Regions from separate parts of the Xenopus tropicalis genome. Here region 1 is linked to region 2. Evidence: chromatin contacts called from public Hi-C data. All regions are on one chromosome and are shown on one strand. Each heading gives the region's core, a stretch centred on a gene start, on an enhancer-like site or on the middle of the called end of the contact. The rest is flanking DNA. Distances are from core to core; before and after follow the strand shown.

Region 1 (3,158 bases), core at 108-2,607, 81 kb after region 2:
TCCCCTCAACTCTCCTGCTCCCAACACTCTCTATATAGCTCTAACTTATATCTCTCACTTCAAATATTTACTACATTTTCTTATCTTTTTTCATTGTTTCACTGTCTCTAACTTGGCATCTCCATGTTGCTCCCTGTGTCTGTCTCAGGCCTTTGTCTCTTCATGTCTCTGCTTCTCTTCCCACTTCACAGTTTCTCTTCACATGCCTCTCTAGCTCTCTCCCCATCTCTCTGCTACACATATCTGTCTCTCTCCCCAACTCTATGCTACACATATGTCTCTTTCCCCATCTCTCTGCTACACATATGTCTCTTTCCCCATCTCTCTGCTACACATATCTGTCTCTCTCCCCAACTCTATGCTACACATATGTCTCTTTCCCCATCTCTCTGCTACACATATGTCTCTTTCCCCATCTCTCTGCTACACATATGTCTCTCTCCCCATCTCTCTGCTACACATATCTGTCTCTCTCCCCAACTCTATGCTACACATATGTCTCTTTCCCCATCTCTCTGCTACACATATGTCTCTTTCCCCATCTCTCTGCTACACATATGTCTCTTCCCCCATCTCTCTGCTATTGCAGTTACATTTTACTTTTTATGTTCGTTTTTTTTTTTTTTAAAACTCTCTTAATGTTCATTTTTTTTAAAACTCTCTTTGTAATCCTACCGTGTATTGAACTTATAACCCTTTTCCTTTCAGACAACATTTTCCACATGAACGAGGATGCATTTAATTACAGGTCCCAGACCAGTTTAGATCGGTATCTGGACCCTAATTTCATTAATGGCACATTAGTAAACGGAAGTGATTCCAGTGCTCACAGCATAAACTCCTTGAACCGTTCACAGAATTTCATTCAGGCTTCTCCCATGTCCTCCAGTCTGAGCATCCAAAGCAACGACATCATGAGGGCTGACTATATCCCCAGTTACAGACATAGCGCCATAATAGCGCCTTCCTACCGCCCAACGCCAGACTATGAGACTGTAATGAGGCAAATGAACAGAGGGATAATTCCCATGGATTGCCAAAGTCAGTCATTAAGAAACCTTAACATTGGCAATACACATGCTTACAGGCACCGGGAAAACTTGGTGTACAGTCAACCTGAAATTCAGGAGAGGCATGCCTATGTCCCACCATATGTACCTCAGACAGCCTATACCAATGTCCTTATCAATCCCATTGAACAAATAAACCCAACCAAGGTGACATCGAATCAAGCGAAAGCTATTTCCCACACGGTCAGCACACCAGAACTGGCAAATGTACCACCGCAGGCTGTTCAGTCTGCAGCCCTTATGCTAAAGAACTTCTTATCAAGGCCCCCACCTCCCTATCCCCCTACACGTCCTGCCAGCAGCACCCCTGATTTAGCAAGTCATCGGCAGAAACGCGTCAGCGGCAGCAGCCCTGATTTAGTGACCAGAAAAGTTCAACAGTCGGTTAAAACATTCCAAGAGGACAGCGCGCCTGTAGTGCACCAGTCTCTCCAAGAGGTCAGCGAGCCCTTAATGATGGTTAAACCTCACCCGTCGGTGAACAAGTGCCACAGCTTTGAAGTCATTACAAACATGGTACGTGGAATGGAAGCCATGGCCTTAAAGACAATGAATGCCCATCTTCCACGTAGAAACACGCTACGGGAGCAGGTCCCCACAGAGGAATCCATGCAAAAAGCACATGAGGTTCAGCAGCTCCCAATGTACCACCATAAGAAGAACATTTCAGATGCCACCATGTTAATACTTAGTAGTGAGAGCGAGGAGGAAGAAGAACCCCACAAATCTGTATCTCCGACATCACCCCTCCAAGGAATGGCTTATAGTGCTCAGTTACAAGCGGCATTGGCTCGGATTCCAAAGAAGCCACCTCCAGAGTATCCAGGTCCTAGGAAAAGTATTAGCAATGGAGCACTGAGGCACGAATCCTCAAATATTTCCTCTGTTATAGCCAGAGCCAAAGCAATGAGCCAGAGGCCATGCCAGGCTGCCTGTATCTCTAAAACTGAACCGGCAGCTATGAATGGCTCCTCCCTCGGGCCTTCTATTTCCGAACCCGACCTTACATGTGTGAAAGAGAGGATCAAGAAAGAACCGGTGAAGGAACGGCCGGTGTCTGAAATGTTTTCCATTGAGGATGTGATTGTGGAAAGAGAAATAATGATGAGGGTGAGTAGTAAGGTTTGCAGAGATTTATGGCTAATTAAGGGCTGTGCTTGCAGATTATTACCATCTTTAGTTGCATGTAGAGTCCTCGGCATGATTCTGTACACAAAGACATTGGATTATAGATGTTTTTTGTAACTATGGGCTTTCCCATCAACTATAGATGAGTTACAATCTCCTAGGAAAAGTATCCGTGAAGGAATGTAGGGAGTATGGATGTGTTAGAAGTGGTTTGAATCCACCCAGGCTAGAAAAGATGGGCTGAAACATTAGGGCTCTCTGTAGCCACCAAAAATACAGTGGTTTGTAGGCTCTTCCAGGACAGGACATAGAGCATAGAGATATTCAACCTCTAGTACAGCTTTTAGTACCAGGAAGGGAGTGACTTGTACTTGTAGACCCACAGGTTGGAATTTATGATAATATTGACTAAATACATAATGTGGACTGCACTGGTCCACATTAAACAGACCTTTAACATGTCATACACTGACAGAACAGATGGGGTGGAAGGGTTAATCTTTTAATACGTTAAACCATCAAAAGGGCAATTGAAAAGGGGTGGTCCACCTTAAAATTAACTTTCAGTGTCATGTAGAGATTGTTATTCTGAAACAATTTGCAAATGGTCTTCTTCTTTTTTTTATATTGTCATATTTGAATTGTTCAGCTGCTCTTCATGTTGGGATTTCAGCAGCTATCTGGTTGCTAGGGTCCAAATTACCCTAGAACTCAGGTTTACTTGGAAGCGTTGAACTTGATGGACTGGTTATTTTTCAACCCTCTGTAACTAACTATGAAAGACTGGAATATAAATGGGAGAGGGACTGAATAGAAAGATAAGTAATAAAAAGTAACGATAACAATAAAATTGTAGCCTCACAAAACAATCATTTTTTTTGGCTGATGGGGTCAGTGACCCCCATTTGAAAGCAGGAAAGAGGCAGATAATTAAATCAAATAATTCAAAAACTAAAAGAA
Region 2 (3,345 bases), core at 333-2,832:
AACCCTACCTTTTCTTCCTTGTCACTAGGCAGGATAAATGTATCTAGTTGGTGTTTACATATACCTGATTATTGGCCCAAGGCTAGACCAGACCCTACCACACTTTAATGTAGTGTGGAAGGAAGGGGTGGATCTTTCTTCTTGGCCTGCAGCATCTGACCTAAGTGGATGTCTCCAGGAAGCCTGGGATCCACAAGGCCAAGAAGTGTTAGGCTCTAAGAGGACAAATACCCTTAGTGAAGTTGGGGACAGGGCCCCGTGAACGAGGTAAAGCTAGAACAGGTTAAATAACACCATAGCACTTTCTAGGAAAGTGAGGAAGCCAGAACTTATCTAGAAAGAGCAGCTCATTTGCTCCACCCAGGAGAGAGAGTAAGGGCTCTGGCACACGGGGAGATTAGTCGCCCGCGACAAATCTCCCTGTTCGCAGGCGACTAATCTCCCCGAATTGCCATCCCACCGGCAAAAATGTAAATCGCTGGTGGGATGGCATACGCGGCGGCGCGATTCATATTTTCACCGGTGGGATGGCATTTTAGGGAGATTAGTCGCCTGTGAACAGGGAGATTTGCCCTGCATTACCACCTTTGTCTTGGACAAACAAACCATTATCTTTGTTTGCATGATCTCCTGGCGTCCATTCAATAATTTATTTAAGCATTTCACTACACAGTGGCAGTGGGAGGTGTAGTTATACAACACCTTCTATAAGCACCTTACATTTAGCGAAGGCCCATCCTGTTGCATCAGAGTCGCATGTACCCCATGCTCTATTACTAGCTGGATAGTTTGACTTTTACAGCCAAATAAGGGTTACACTTGTACAGTGAACACTCATTGGGGCATATTTATCAGGGAGTGACGCTCTCTGTTCATTTCTATAGGATTTTTACAAGGGTATTTAACAAAACGTTTTCGGCCATCAATAATAAATATAACCCCCCCCCCCCCAAAAAAAAATCTCATAGAAAGCAAGAGACAGCAGGGGAATTCTGAACTTTATTTTTGCACTTTGATCAATATGCCCCTAAGTACAGGTGCCAATCAGGTGGGTGGAACTATATGTTTATTTATAGAAGAGAAATGGATGCCCTACAGGGGGGCAACTGTGCCCAGCAAAACCAGCTAGTGGCACTAGTCGTGAACCCGACTCGTATAATATTCTCATAAAGGAGTAAAGGGGACACTGGTTCCCCTCCTTTTTATCCACTGCCCCCTGATGTTATTGAAGACCCATAGGTGGGATACTAAGGGCTATTTGCCATGCTCTGTATATTCCCTAAGACCCCTATAAGTGCCTGTGCCTTTTATTGACCTTTATGCATGTGCACTTACCTTGGAAGCAGATATCCGGGGGCCCGGTTGGCGGCTACACGACAAAAATAATTCCCCGTTTTCCCTGCGATCGCATTTCCCAATTCAAACGCCGCGCCGTCTAACAAAAACACATACACCAGCAGCCAGACAGCACGGAGGATAGGGAAGGCAATCGCTTCGGTGATTGGTCGAGAACTCCGGCCAGACTCGTCTCATTGGCGAAAGTTCACGATAGGCTTCTGCCGATTGGCTAATAGTCGTGTTGACGCATAGGAAGGGCGGGGCTTTCTGTTTGAATTGGAAGCGTGAAACTGTTGGAGCTTGACTATTGGATCCGCCCATCGCCTCAGGGTCTTCTCTGATTAGTAGCGGGTTGCGAGGTGATGACCAATAGGAGAGCGCTTAGGAGTGTTTAAAAGATGGCGCAAAACCAAGCGCTGTAAATTTAAAAATGGTGGATGGGTGGAAGGAACGCGTGTGTAATGGCGGCTCTGTAACAAACCAAGAGGCAGCGGGAGCGAGTATATAAACTTGTTACCGTATTGGCCGCGCACTGGCGCTATAGTTACAGGGGAGTAAGGGCTATTGGATAACGTGGGGAAGGGGGGAGACTACGGCAAAATGGCGACTATAGTGCGACAGTGCTGGGGTCCCTGCGTCAGCTACTGAAAAGCTATCTGTTTAGTTGACAATGTGCGGCCCTTTGGCTGCTGAGCCACAGCTCCCACTGCAATTTGCCTATTTCTACAAAAACTGAGGGCACAATGCCGTCTGGGGATCCAGTTGCCCGTGTGGCTCCATTGCCCGGTGGGCTCTGTTACACTCTGTGGGCAACTTCACATAGCCACAGGGCTCACACTCCCCATAGGGTTAATCTGCCCCTATGGCTTTAAACCCTACAACTTCCTTAGTCTTACCGTTACTGGGCAAAGACCCCGTGTATCGTGAATGTAGTGGTTGTTTGGGTTGAGCACTCCCTCTGCACTCCAATATAGTGTTTAGCAGGATGGTGGGTCTTCTGCTTTGGCTGCCTGTGTGTCTCAGGTGGAAGGTCCACTGAGCCTGGGATTAACAGGGCCCCAGTAAAGCCATTATTGCCCTAGAGTCATCATCTACTCTAGTGAAGTCGGGGACAGGAACCCTGTGAACGAGGACCAGTTAGATCAGGGGTAGGGAACCTATGGCTCGGGAGCCAGATGTGGCTTGTTGATGGCTGCATCTGGGTCACTGCCAAACCTTTAAAGGAACTGTAATATCAAAAAATTAAAGTGTTGTTGCTCTGCAAAAAACTGGTGTTTTTGCTACAGAAAAGCTACTAAATAAGCTGCTGTGTAGCCATGGGGGCAGCCATTCAAGCTGGAAAAAAGGAGAAAAGGCACAGGTTACATAGCAGATAACTAGTAGATAAGCCCCATATAATGGGGGTTTGTCTTTTATCTACTAAGTAACCTGTACCTTTTCTCCTTTGAATGGCTGCCCCCGGGGCTACACAGCAGCTTACTTATATAAACTATAGTAGTCTTTCTGAGGAAAACACACCAGTTGTAGCAACGCAGGGTGTTGGTGTTACTGTTCCTTTAATAAAAAAAATAATGGGCATGGCCTGCGCTCGACGGATAGATGTGTTCTAAGCCTTAGAACATGTCTTCTATCTGCCAAGCGCAGGCCACTCCCTCCTCTGCATCGCATCCGGCATCCTTGGCACACACCCTACCTTGCCCCGTAGCATCCGCGGCCAAACATTGTATGGCTCTCATGGAATTACATGTTAAAATATGTGGTGTTTATGGCTCTCAGCCAAAAAGGTTCCCGACCCCTGAGTTTGATTGTTACTCTTGTAGAGCACTTTCTAGGAAAGTGAGAGAGAGCGGGAAAGAAGCAAGAGGAGTTTCGGCTCCACCAAGGAAAGTAGCTGGAAGTATCCTTCTATACAGGCAGTGTTGTCTCCTCATAGGGCCACGGTTAAGACATAGGAGACAGGCAGTATCTCAACCCTGATCCACAGTCGGCTGTAGGACTCTTAAAGCT

What was found. Hi-C and Micro-C count contacts between places; a contact is called where the count stands out from the background.
Region 1: a Hi-C map of brain shows a contact between it and region 2, with 2.6 times the contacts expected there. The contact joins the enhancer-like site here to the promoter of cenpf in region 2. A contact is called at or near these places in 2 of 5 Hi-C or Micro-C datasets (brain and gastrula embryo).

What each region holds. Positions count from the first base shown.
Region 1 is chr5:13,581,319-13,584,476 of UCB_Xtro_10.0, forward strand. It overlaps ptpn14 (tyrosine-protein phosphatase non-receptor type 14), which reads left to right. Exons shown (of 19, transcript XM_031903076.1): 13 at 709-2,180. Among named protein-coding and RNA genes, the nearest start is that of smyd2, 40 kb to the right of the region's middle. Within about 2 kb of position 1,358, at least 1 of the 11 cell types and tissues checked has an H3K27ac peak or open chromatin away from gene starts, as enhancers often do.
Region 2 is chr5:13,499,999-13,503,343 of UCB_Xtro_10.0, forward strand. It overlaps cenpf (centromere protein F), which reads right to left and starts at 1,583. Exons shown (of 20, transcript XM_002934692.5): 1 at 1,336-1,583.